Linked DNA regions of Mus musculus: regions 1 and 2 are each linked to region 3. A link is a contact called in public HiChIP or PLAC-seq data. All regions are on one chromosome and are shown on one strand. Each heading gives the region's core, a stretch centred on a gene start, on an enhancer-like site or on the middle of the called end of the contact. The rest is flanking DNA. Distances are from core to core; before and after follow the strand shown. Region 1 has its middle 210 kb from the start of n-TVcac5. Region 2 has its middle 270 kb from the start of n-TVcac5. Region 3 holds the start of Nxph1 (neurexophilin 1).

Region 1 (4,606 bases), core at 698-3,197, 940 kb before region 3:
GTGTGTCTCTATGTTTAGACTTGGACTGATGACTGTTCTGAGAATCATGGGACAGACACTATCCATCCCTCTGGGCCTACCCTATTCTCCCATCCACAGGTCCCCTAGCAGTTGGTATTTATGCCCTCCAGAAAAAAGCCTAAAAAGAAAATACTGTCAGACCCCAATGCTGACCTCCTCCTTTCAGATCCTTCCCCACATCCCTATTCCCCCTTTTCTCCCCAATTCCAGAGAGCAGCCAGTGGTGTGCCGGCACCACCACTGTCCTTGAATCACCAAGGTGGCAGATCATTGGCCCTGCCTGCAGACCCAGAGCCAAGTGAGTTCTGTCACATCTTCCCAGTGTGGCCCGGGCAGCAGGCGCTGCATTCCCCTGCCTCCTCAGGCAGCCACACACCCATTCTCATCCTCCTCACGTTCACCTCTGGACTGTCATGAGCACGTGAGGCAGAGTGAGGCAGAGCAAGGTGGAGCAAGATGCTCACCACTGTGGTGCTGAGGGGCGAGCCTGGCCCCCCACTCCCGTGCATCCCCTGACAGCAGGACTGCTGCAGGCTGCCAGTGCTCGCAGTGAGGCCCCAGTGCACCCGACTGAGGTTCTCTTCACCATAGAGAAGAGGCAGAGAATTTTCTTAGAGGCTGGGAAGAACTTACCAGGTGTGGATGGGAGGCCCTCTCAGCTGCCTATTGACATGGACACTGGGTTCATGGAAGGTAGGGAGCACCTGAAAGTCTATCGCTGGTCTCCGTGGGGTTGGGAAGTGCTCCACCAATCTGACCAAGGTAAAAGGATGTTACATAAGATAGAACAGTTGCAGGACAAGTTGGTAAGAGATTCATGCAGGTTGATAAGAAAGTACAGAGGAGGAGAAACGAAGGAAGAAAAGCACTGCTAAGAAGTGAGCTAAGACGTGAAGAAGAAAGATTCAACCCACAGAGAATCTAGGCAAGGAGATGTCGAGGGTAAGGAAGAGCAAAGCTTCAGCAGACTCAGAAGTGGTGGATGACAGTGACAAATGGAAAGATTAACAATGAGGAAAGGTGGAAATAGTGATGAAGGAGATTAGACAGAATTATGAGATGGGTGAGGCAGACAAGAGGAAGGGTTGCTATACAGAAATAGGAAGCATTATGGGCAGAAGGACAAAGCACAAGTGGGGAGACACAAAGACAGGCTGACAAAGACAGAGACCAGAGTCAGAATCAGATGTGCAGTGAGACAGAAGGATAAACTAGGGCAGAGGTGAACTATGCAGGGAGTATAGGTGACAGGATGGGGACATGATAGTTGAATAACATCCAAAGGAAGCAAAGACAAGGAGGAGGATCAAAGGGATGGAGAGAGAGAGACAGAGAGAGAGAGAGAGAGAGAGAGAGAGAGAGAGAGAGAACATTGTCTGATATCTCCATTACCGTCAGGAAAACAGGAGCAAAGAGAGGTAAAGAACAAAGACTAGAGCCTGGCAAGGTGGCACATGCTGATATGCTAGCACTTGAGAATAATAAACAGAAGGAACAGGAAGCCAGGTAATTAAAAAGGGATACGAGAGAAGAGAAAACTTGCATAAAACACTGCCCAGAGTAGTCGAGGAAACTAAGGAGCCTAGTGAGACATTACTGGGCAACTGCAGAGAGCCTTTGGCTAAAGATCAATGTGTTTATTGTAAAGAAAAAAGGGCACTGGGTGAGAGACTCCCCCAAGAAGAAAAAGAGGGGCAATGATGGCTCACTGAAGCTAGAAAAGAGACTGTTTCATATTCCCTCACGGACCAGCTCAAGACAAGTTAGAGAGTTCCTGGGCACTGCAGGCTTTTGTAGATTGTGGATTCCTGGTTTTGCTAAATTAGTGGCCCCAATTTACCCACTCACAAGAGATAAACAGCCCTTTGTATGGGGAAATAAAGAACAACAAGCCTTCGATGTCATTAAGACCGCTCCAGCTTTGGGCCTCCCAGATGTGACTAAGTCCTTTTAGAGGTCGAATGGAAATTACATTGTGTGTACAGATGGCAGAACTCAGGACAGATAGAAAGAATGAATAGAACCCTAAAAAAGACCTTGACAAAATTAACCATGGAGACTGGCACAGACTGGATGGTGATTTCCCCCTTACCCTGTTTAGAACCAGAAATACTCCTTCTCAATTCAGGCTTACATTTTTGAGATCCTTTATGGGATTCCCATGTCCCTTGCTGTCTTAAATGATGTGATTGAACCCACATGTTGTTGTAATAATGATTTGTATGCTAGGTTAAGAGCCTTGCAGGTGGTGTAGAAGGAAGACTGGTCACAACTGGCTGCAGCGAATGAGACAGGTACCCCAAAGATATCTCACTAGTTCCAGTCAGAGATCAGATCTACATGTACCACCATCATACCCAGACCCTTGAGCCTTGCTGGAAGGGTCCCTACCTAGTCCTGCTTACTACACCTTCTTATCCTGTTTCTGCTCTTAAACTTTCACCCATGCATCCTTAAATGCTTACTAGCTTTTATTCAAAAACACATGAGTATACTACAAATTTTGATGCTCAGACAAAAATATCAACAGCTGGAAAATAAAAGTGAGACATCATTTCAGGATTGAAATGAAAGAGAAAAAGGTGGAAATGTAGAGTACAAAATAAATTCAAGACCACTAAGCCCCTTTCCCCTTTGAAGGGATTTCCAAACTATGCTAGCAGGCCAAGTGAAGATCCAGATAAGGAAGCTGGCCCACTAAACAATGCTAAGAAAAAACCCAAAAAATCAAAACAATCAACCAAACAAACAACCAAACAAACAAACAAACAAAAACCATAAGGGTAGGCAGAGTGAGGGACTAGGCCAAAGTCACACTATGCAAACCAACCAATGCCTGAAAAGGTTACTTGCTATGCCAATTAGAACAAGCCATCTAGCCTTGTTGCCTAAATCGGCCCCTTGCAAGATATAAAAAGTGTGTTCTTTGTTCAGGTATCTCCTCTTGCCTGCGTGCTGAGGGCGGTCCCCAACACATTGGACCAATAAAACAACCTCTTGTGGTTTGCAGTAATGTCAGTCTCTGTGGTCTTTGTGAGTGAGGGTCTAGAAACTTAGAATACCCAAGATACTATTTGCAAAACATATGAAACACAATAAGGAAGACCAAAGTGTGGATACTTAGCTCCTTCATAGAATGGAGGACAAAATACTCATGGAAGTAGTTACAGAGACAAAATTCAGAGTTGTGAAAGAAGGTAGGACCATCCAGAGACTACCCCACCCAGGGATCCATCCCATAAATAACAACCAATCCCAGACACTATTGCATATGCTAGTGCTGGAGTCTGCGAAAAGACCCTCATATTAGTGGATTTAAGATAGGTAAAGATCCTTTTCCAATCTGTTGGTGGCCTTTGTGTCTTATTGACAGTGTCTTTTGCTTTACAGAAGCTTTGCAATTTTATGAGGTCCCATTTGTTGATTCTTGATCTTACAACGCAAGCCATTCCTGTTCTGTTTAGGAATCCCCCCCCCCCCTCGTGCCCATATCTTTGAGGCTTTTCCCTAGTTCCTCCTTTATAAGTTTCAGTGTCTCTGGTTTTATATGAAGTCCCTTGATCCACTTAGACTTGAGCTTTGAACAAGGAGATAGGAATGGATCAATTCACATTTTGCCAAATGATAACTGCCAGTAGAACTAGCATTATTGGTTGAAAATGCTTTGTTTTTTCCACTGGATGATTTTAGCTACCTTGTCAAAGGCCAAGTGACCATAGATGTATGGGTTCATTTCTGGGTCTTCAACTCTATTCCATTGATCTACCTGTCTGTCACTGTACAAGTACCATGCAGATTTTATTACAATTTTTCTGTAGTACAGCTTGAGGTCAGGCATGGTGATTCCACCAGAGGTTCTTTAATTGTTGAGAATAGATTTTGCTATCCTAGGTTTCTTGTTATTCCAGATGAATTTGCAAATTTACCTTTCTAACTTGGTGAAGAATTGAGTTGGAATTTTGATGTGGATTTCATTGAATCTGTAAATTTCTTTTGGCAAGATAGATATACTTACTATATTAATCCTGAAAATCCATGAGCATAGGAGATCTTTCCATCTTCTGAGACCTTCTATTACTTTCTAAAGAGACTTGAAGTTTTATCATACAGATCCTTCAATACCTTAGTAGTAGTCACACCAAGGTATTTTATATCATTTGTAACAATTGACAAGGGTGTTGCTCCCCTAATTTCTTTCTCAGACTGTTTATCCTTTATGTACAGAAAGACAACTTATTTGTTTGAGATAGTTTTATATCAAGCTACTCCACTGAAGGTGTTTATCAGGTTTAGGAGTTCTCTGGTGGAATTTTCATGGTCATTTATATATACAATCATATCATCTGCAAATAGTGTTATTTCGACTCTTTTCTTTCCAATTTGTATCCCCTGGTTCTCCTTTTGTTGTTTAATTACACTGGCTAGTATTTTAAGTACTATATTGAATAGGTAGGGAGAAAATGGGAAGCATTTTCTAGTTTCTGATTTTAGTGGGATTGCTTCAAGTTTCTTTCCATTTAGTTTGTTGTTCGCAACTGGTTTGCTGTATATTGCTTTTATTATGAGTAGGTATGGGCTTTGAATT
Region 2 (4,350 bases), core at 932-3,431, 890 kb before region 3:
TAAAATTCTTAGTGGATTCTGTGAAATCACTAAGGAGAAAAATAACAAGGCATATCTGGAAGTAAGCCCTGAGAACCCCTTATTTCTTCTAAAGAGTTTAAGCTATATACCTTCAAATTTACTACGTATTATTCTCCTCTGGGGTACATAATATGTGCAAGAACTTCAGCAGAAGGTCTGTGCATGGAGTGGGAAGAGCAATCTCCATTAATATTCAATGTTTCACTTAATATATTATCTTCAACAAAGAACAGATCTTATATTAAACTATTAAAAACAAATGGTATACTTGTTCTTATCAAAAAGGCCAAGAAGTAACAATATTATCCAATTTGAAGGAAATTATTATTTATTGAGCCAGGGATAACACCCTTTAAAATCAGATTTCTTGGAATCACCATTGGGAAATACATATTAACAACTAAGATAAATATATATATCTTTTCTTTCTCTTGGTAGTTAATGTGCCCACTAAATAATACATGTTTATATGTCTCTCCATCTTTTCTGTCAACAACATTCCTTTAGAAGTTGCATCAGTAAATTTCTTTTAGCGGTTTTATTTACAGGTACCCTGTGCTGTTTCTCACGTATCTCTTTCACTTTCTCACCACTTCCCTGGTATCCTTCTTCCTTCTCTTTCTCATACTTTGTCTTTATTTCATCTCTCTGACTTCCTTCCTACCTCTCTTCTTCCCTCTGTTTATTACTTAAGGTCTGCATTCCTTCTTTCCTTTTCTCCCTTTCTTCCTTATGTATTTTAAAAATATAACTACAAAGATTTTCTATTTTCATCTTTGTTTTAGGTTTCAGCCTTAGCCATGGTCACTAATCTAAGAGAAGCGTCCTTATGAAGATTTGTTCTGACAGCAATCATGAGATGGTGTAATTTATTTCACTTCATTTTAAACCAATATAAGGAACAAAAGTGATAAACATTAAAGATCACCTTTAAAAGGTAACACATAATTAGAATATTAACATTTCACAATGATTTTTTCTATTTATGTTCAAAAAATAGATGCATAGATTTTATTTTATTTTATTTTTGGTAAATGTCAACATTGTGAAACTTGCCATTTATCAACCGGGAAAGGTAAGGGACTTGCTCTCTGGGCTTTTGGCTTTGCTTTTTATAGTTCTTCCAGTGACTCCCTTGTGACCTTCAACAAATGGAGCTCAGTTGAGCTGACTGTAAAGGAGGATAGACATAGTGACCTGTCTTCCAGTGGTGTTATAAGACTCAATAAATCAGAGCCTACAAAGTTCTTTAAGGTTCTCAGATGAATTGTGCTGTATAAGGGTAAAATGTCAAAGTAGAAAAACTGCTTGTACCTTTTATGCGTCAGTTATTACGAAATGGCACTACAAAATAGGATCCCTGTGCACCTTCATAAAATCTGTCTCATTTTCTGACAGAGCATTTAGCTCAGGTACTCTGAAAAAATGTTTAATAGATTGTTTTAACCTCGGAAAACTACATTTACTTAATATATTCAATAAAAGTACACTGTCCTGTTACTTCTGATAACTAGCATAAATAAAACCCTTTTTAAAAAAATCATGGATTAATCTGTGTGTTTTATGTATTTGTGTGTTATAGTGCCTTTGCGTACTGCCCAGAGGTGATTTGGAGTTGATTAACAGCTATACTATCTTTGCCAACTTAATACATAAGGAAGTTGGTGATATATTTCAAATCATCTATATTCAGAGTTGAAAATTAATTTTGTGTTGAATTTTTTTAAGCATCGACTGATTAAACTTAAGCAGCTAAAACATCTTAGGTATTTAACTTCAATGTTGTGTCCTCCCCTATCAGAACAAAATTGGGCATTTTCCTATACACAATAGAGGAAAAAAAGCAATTAGTATCAATCAGTGACTAAGCAACAGATTGGAATATTTAGAAAGACTCATTCATACACAGATTTGCAGCAGTGTTCAGCTCCTCTGATTAGATTCCATAGATTTTAAATTGTAGCTAATTAGGCTGTCATAGGTTCATTAATGGCTCTACTGATTCAGCACTCCCTCACCTGCATGCATATCAAAGCTCATTAGCGCCCTTGTCTAAAATACCACCTGCATTAATTACTGCCGGTGCACCAGGCCTCTTCAGAAAGGCTCTTCTGACAATGATTCTACCTGCTTGTAGTGCCCCTTGCCCCTGCAAGCTCTTCAGGAGAGCTCCCACATAAAGTTCACGGTGCTGCACACGTGGAGAGACTGCAGCTGCTGTAAGGGCAGCCAAGCCTGTTTCATGCTTAACAGCAGGATATAAATAATTAGTGATGCCTGTACTGTAGGCCTTGACACAAGGCAGCCACAGCCCATTTAAACCTTTCTTAAACCATTCCTCCCTACAAAATACAACCCGTCATCTCTCATCTCTCATCTCTCATCTCTCATCTCTCTCTCTCCCTCTCTCTCTCTCTCTCTCTCTCTCTCTCTCTCTCTCTCTCTCTCTCTCTCTCTCTCTCTCTCTCCCGTCTCGATTCTTGATTCTTGATTCTTGATTCTTGATTCTTTGAGCAGATTCAACAAAATGCTCAGGCTGAGTCAGAGGAAGAACCCTAACTGTTTTTTGAGTTCATGAGGTTGTTTGAGATGCACGCCCCGGAAGGACTATTGAAGGAATCTCAGTTCCCAGGTACTTGAAAAAAACCAATCTGCACTTAGATAACAGTCATGTCATCTCTAAACACAAAATAATTTTTATTTTCATTTCTTTATTCTTCTTTATTTATTTCCTCAAGAAACTTTTATTCCCTGTAGTAAGAGGTGCTGAATTCAATCCCCAACAGAATCTCCTTAACTATTTAACTACTCAGTGTTGAGAAAGTTCTAGAAGTTTTAATCATTAGTTGGCACACATGATAATGGCTTGAAAGATGGCTAATGATAAAACTAATTCTTATTTTCTGATTATTTCTCCTTACTGCTAAGTACTTGAAAAGTAGCTGCTAACTCTGCGACACGACATCAGGGAGTATTCATGTACATCCAAATTTATTATCATGATGAATTTATTCTTATAAGCCTAAGGATAAACAGCCAATTTCAAATTAAGATTTTTATGTAATTGCATACGAATATATATCATTATCTCTATTAATATTATATCTAGTACAGTTAATACATTTTTCTACTTAATTTATAATTTTAACTAAATGAATAATCAATACCATATATCAAATGTACATATATATCTATATACTTATATACTTATATATACATATACATACACACACACATATATATATACACACACATATATATATATGAACAATTCTCCATACACACACACACACACACACACACACACACACACATATATATATATATATATATATTATTACTTTTTTTGAAGTGATCTCATCTCACTATGTAGCACTCGCTTGTCCCAAACTCACTGGCTTAGAACTCATAGATGCCCACTACCCACCTATCTGTTTCCTAACTACCAGAATTAAATATGTTCACCACCAAGCTCAGTTTATGATTGCATTTTTAATGACCAGAATTTAAGAGGATTCATCCATGAAAAATGAAAATTCAAGCCGGGCATGGTGGTGCACACCTTTAATCCCAGCACTTGGGAGTCAGAGGCAGGCAGATTTCTGAGTTCGAGTCCAGCCTGATCTACAGAGGTAGTTCCAGGACAGCCAGGGCTATACAGAGAAACCCTGTCTCGAAAAAACAAAAATAAATAAATGGAAAAAAATGAAAATCCATTATGAGGAAGAAAAGAGAAGTATATAAATAAAATGTGTACTAGGCTGTAAAAATATAAATGAGTTACATTTGTCTTACCACTTTCCTTCCTTTCAGTATTTAAAAATAAAATGATCTTAATTAAGATGTGTAAATATAGCATGAAGCATATGAAGTCACATGGGACAAAGTTGCTTTAAAACATTCTCATCACATTTATCTTATATTCTTTTATATAAAATTTATCTGGTAGTACACATTTATGGATAAAGTGCTAATATAATTTAGTAGCCATCAATAATCTCAATTATCTTAGTGAATGTCTCTTGTTTGCTGTGCTTGTCATGTTTAGCTATTTACCTAAGCAAGTAAACAAAAGTTACTGGTATGAAAGAGGAGAAAAGACTCTTATTAATGTTATAATTGCAAATAAATAAATCCTGCTTCCAGATCTTACTCATAGCCTACTCCAGGGTATATATAAGGGGGGGTATATATGATCAGGTATTGGGGGCTGGAAGACAAGACTGAAGCCCTGAGGCTTAGGAGAAAGAATGGAAATAGGCAACCTCAGGAGGCAGGAAGTGTGTGGGGGGGGACCCTCTAGAATGTACCAGAGACCTGGGAGGTGAA
Region 3 (4,104 bases), core at 1,182-3,681:
AAGAATGGACTTCTAAATCGCCTTCTCTTTTTTATTGTTCACATTTCGTATTGTTTTGAGTGAAATTGGAAAAATTGTCTCCTTTCTCTGTATTGCCAAAAGGCATTCAGGTAATGAAGTCTGTAACTAAACGGTAATTGAATCAGCATAATTTGCACACTGAATGGTTTTCAAATGCTCCCAGTTTACAATTAAAGGAGAATTAATGCGCTTGTTGTTGAGAATGCCGGCGCATTAGAATAAATCCAGCACTGTTGTTGTAATGAGTGGAAAACGGTTTAACTGCCAACAAACACATTTAAAATTTAACACAACGTATTGATTTCACTTCTGCTTTTGATAGATTATTTTCCAGACTATCGAAATACTCGCTTCAAGCAATAAACTGGACCATAGCTGAGAGCCCTGGCCTTGGGTGTGTGAGCACAGCCCAAGGACATAAGACAGTCCAGAGGTTCTAATCATAAGGTGTGCGGGAGAGGAGGGGCACGGTTGTTGTACCGATCAAGGGAATCAAAGGTGTTCCTCCCCTAAGACTTTCACTTTTTTCACTTTTCACTCCCTCCCACCTTACCCAATTTTAAAAATAAAAAATAAATTAAAAAGGCTTTGTTTTCTTTGATGGAACTTTCTGCCCTCCAACTCCGGGTCTTCAATGTCAGTGGGCTTACGGGACACAGGTGAGAGCGATAATGACCGAAGGTGGGCAATAGGAAGGACACCTTTTGCATTCGTCTGCATTCTAGCGGGGAAAGCACGGACCGGCGACAGTCTGAAAAGCTGTCTTTTGGATTGGCTGCCCTGGCTTTCACCTGTTTACCCCCAAGGTGTCCTGTGGGCGAGGACATTGATGCACAGCGCCCTCTGGCGTCTGCTTCTGCTACAGTCAGGCGATAAAGGTGCAAAGACTGGCAACGCTGAGGGTTCTTGAGATGCAGCCGGAAGCCGGAACCGGGTAAATACACGTACTCACACGCGCGCGCATATGTACCGGATTCACAGAACTCTCAGCCCCGCGATCGCAGGCGCCAGAGCTAAGACCGAAAAACACGGCCACTTGCAGGGATAGCACAGTATCCGGGCTGGTGGATTCTGAAGCTCTTGGGAATGAAAGACACTAACACCACTCTTAGTCCCATTTATCCAGCCGGTTTAGAAAACTCCAGCTGCTACCGCAGCGCCTGCGCTCCTCGCCCCTCCACAGAACACCTTGAGTTTTCGGTGCACTCCCGTGGCCCGGAATCTGCTGTGGAGTTCAGAACACTAGGCTCAACCTCGCCGGCAGAACGCGAGTGTCCCTGGCCCTCTGAGAAATCAAACGCGGAGAAAATATCACACTCTCCTAGGCTCGCGGTGATGCCCACAACTCCCTAGCCACACAGAGCGATTCTCCCCGCGTCGGTTCTAAGATTGTGTCAAGTCCAAACCTCCGAAAACTGATTCTGGAGGAACCTGGACAGGACAAGATTCTCTCCCTAGTGACAAGGCTTGCCATTCCCTAAAAAGAAACCCCTCACTGAAACTATGCTTCTGTTATTTAATGGCAACTGGACCTTGGAAGGCGAGAGAGGGTTATGTTTGCAGGTGTATCTCTGACCTAACTGCCTGGTCGTTTGCTATGTGTCTGGCGGATAAACTTACACCAGCTGCACCCCTGTAAGTCTCAGGGAGTTACCTGCACTTTCTTGATGTGCCACAAACCCAAATTGGGGGCGCTGGGGCAGTGGGGCAGTGAGTAGATTCCTGTTCGGCTCTTCAAGCCCACCTCCACCCCCTTTCATTTAAACTAGGTGGGGGAAGAAGTGCTGCTAAGAGTTTCATGATTCCCAATACCTTTCTTCTCCCCTTCCTCCCAAGGCATCCTCGCCTACTACCTCCTGGTTTCTGGACCTGTAAGGTCCTGTTAAGAATCATGATCCGGGAGACGGAAAATAGAGCAAAAAATGAGGATGAGAGCCTGAAAAACTCTCGCAGGAATCCAAACCAAAGCTTCCCAAAGTTCTTCCACTCTCTGGGAACACTCAGCTCTCACTGAACTGGCGGCCTCGCCCTCCCGCACCCCCCCCCCTCTCACCCCAGTTGCTTGGCCTCCAGGCTAGGGAGGTATCTCAAAGATGCCGGACCGGACCGATCGCCACTTACCAAGTAGACGGTGGGCTGCAGGAGGAGAAGAACGTACCAGCACGCAGCCTGCATCCTCCCTCCTCTCAAACTTCCTTGGCGGTGCCTTGGCTGAGTCTTTGTTCCTTCAAAAACATAGATCCACCTGACATCCACTTTACAGAGCAGGGAGCGCTCTCAGCAGCCTAGATACAAATGAAATTAGACATCCCATGACCACGCGGACAAGGCTGACGATCAAGCGAGGGGAAAGGGGCTCTTGGTGTGGAGTGATGGAGTCAAAAAGCTTGGAAGGGGGACGCAAAGATTGGAAAAGCGAGCCAATCCAGCTCCAGGAACAAGCGAGTGCGGTCCGCAGGCGGGCGGGCGAGCGAGCGGGCGGGCTTGAGCGGTGGCAGGGGGTTCCCAGAGCCCGGCGCGTCTCGGAAGCCAGCGCCCGAACGGCGGAGGCCAGAAGGGGTTAGGCACAGAGAGAGCAGCTCACAGGCTGGTTAGGAGGCCAACTGTCTCTGGCAGCCAGACCTGCCCTAGTGTTTGAAGGCGGGAGGCTGGGACTAAAGGCGGCGGCTGGTTCTTCGCCAGCCCTGGCAGGGTTCACACACGTACACAGCAGCAGAGAGAGATAGCAAAAGCAAGCGAGCAAGAGACTGAGAGAGGGGGGTGCGGGCAGGGCAAGGGTAGGTAGAACTGACCCGGATTAGGTACCCGTGAAATGGGGGTGGGGAGGGGGGTGCAATTTGCATATAGGAAAGCGGGGCTCAGTTTACCCATTTGAACCTCCTGAAATACAGATAGACACCCACAATCACATCCCTAGCACTACTTTTTTGAACGAAGGGGCACAGCCAGTTGCTAACTTCTACAGTAGAAACCTGTCTGGGACTCTGAGGGTCACCTATTAGACATGCCTTATGCCCAAGAAGAGTTTCACCCCGCTGTCCCTTCCTGGTGATGACCACCACCCTGCCCCAACGTGTCCCTGCCAAGAACGGTGGAGGCGACCGGTACATACCGCACAGGACTGGAGGCAAATGCAGCGAGCAAGAACCGCTCTGAACAGGCTCCATGGAGGAGCTACTACGGCCTGGAGTCTCCAGCGCCCGGGACGTGCCCTCCCCGGAGCTCCGTCTCCATGCTCGGGCGAGGACAGGTCCAGCTGCCTCGTCCAGCCTTGGCGGAGTCGTTGTCCCAGTGCCCGGGTCGCGATCCGGATTGGTCCGCGGGAGCCTAGGCTTGGCACAGTTGAATTCCCGGTGCAGGAAACTTAAGAGGCAAGAGAAGGAGGGGCAGGTAGAGAAGACGACGGAGGAAGGAAGAAAGGGAGGGAGAGAGACGAATGCGCCCGGTTGCTGCACCCGACCGACCCGGACTGCCTGTGTTGGCACTGACACCAGCAGCCTAGGACTCCCGGATTTCCGCGGTTGCCAGAGGATAGAGAATGACTTAAGGGGAGGAGACTGGGCAAGTCCTCCGGACTTGAACTTGAGCGATAAGACCCGAACCTTTCGGAAGAAAAAGAAAGCCACACAACAGGCGCGATGAGTCCCAGTTTCAGAAGGGGTGTGGTGACGAAATTTTGGAAGCTGCAAGCACAGGAAGCAGCCCCAGCTTTACCAGCAAGGCTGGAAAGCCCCAAGGCGACTAAGGATTGGTGTCGCGGGCGCTGTCCGAGGTCCTGCCCGGCCACGGGGGGACGCTCCGCAGAGCGCGGTTTCAACTCCCCGCCGCGACTGAGCGGTTTTCTCTTCCCGGTCGCGGCTGGTCGAGCCTACAGCCGGGACACCAACAATTACATTGACACGTGGGTGAACGACTCCTCAAAGACTAATTAATACCGCGTGTAAATAGATTCCACTCTCAGGCTCTCTGCGGGCCTCCTGGCCCTCAGGGAGGAATGAGCCCTGCTTGCGTCTCTGGTGGCCAAAGCACCCCCTGGGGGGGGAGGGGGTCGTTGGGAGGAAAGCGACCGCCAGGGGAGTGGCG

The links. HiChIP or PLAC-seq counts read pairs in DNA pulled down with a chosen protein or histone mark.
Region 1: an H3K27ac HiChIP or PLAC-seq map of oligodendrocyte precursor cells shows a contact between it and region 3, with 7 times the contacts expected there. The contact joins the enhancer-like site here to the promoter of Nxph1 in region 3. A contact is called at or near these places in 5 of 39 promoter capture datasets (the 3T3-L1 cell line, embryonic stem cells, liver and 1 more) and 3 of 115 datasets of contacts at active chromatin or transcription factors (embryonic forebrain, embryonic hindbrain and oligodendrocyte precursor cells).
Region 2: an H3K4me3 HiChIP or PLAC-seq map of embryonic basal ganglia shows a contact between it and region 3, with 6 times the contacts expected there. The contact joins the enhancer-like site here to the promoter of Nxph1 in region 3. A contact is called at or near these places in 7 of 39 promoter capture datasets (embryonic stem cells, frontonasal cranial neural crest, hippocampal neurons and 3 more), 2 of 484 Hi-C or Micro-C datasets (both in cortical neurons), 8 of 115 datasets of contacts at active chromatin or transcription factors (SST interneurons, astrocytes, embryonic basal ganglia and 5 more) and 1 of 9 other capture datasets (embryonic stem cells).

The regions. Positions count from the first base shown.
Region 1 is chr6:9,884,067-9,888,672 of GRCm38.p6, reverse strand. No RefSeq gene overlaps it. Among named protein-coding and RNA genes, the nearest start is that of n-TVcac5, 210 kb to the left of the region's middle. Within about 2 kb of position 1,947, at least 4 of the 459 cell types and tissues checked have an H3K27ac peak or open chromatin away from gene starts, as enhancers often do. A contact at or near this core is called in oligodendrocyte precursor cells, where this site is marked.
Region 2 is chr6:9,832,967-9,837,316 of GRCm38.p6, reverse strand. No RefSeq gene overlaps it. Among named protein-coding and RNA genes, the nearest start is that of n-TVcac5, 270 kb to the left of the region's middle. Within about 2 kb of position 2,181, at least 11 of the 459 cell types and tissues checked have an H3K27ac peak or open chromatin away from gene starts, as enhancers often do. A contact at or near this core is called in SST interneurons and embryonic basal ganglia, where this site is marked.
Region 3 is chr6:8,948,346-8,952,449 of GRCm38.p6, reverse strand. It overlaps Nxph1 (neurexophilin 1), which reads right to left and starts at 2,431. Exons shown (of 2, transcript NM_008751.5): 1 at 2,143-2,431. The coding sequence starts at 2,196.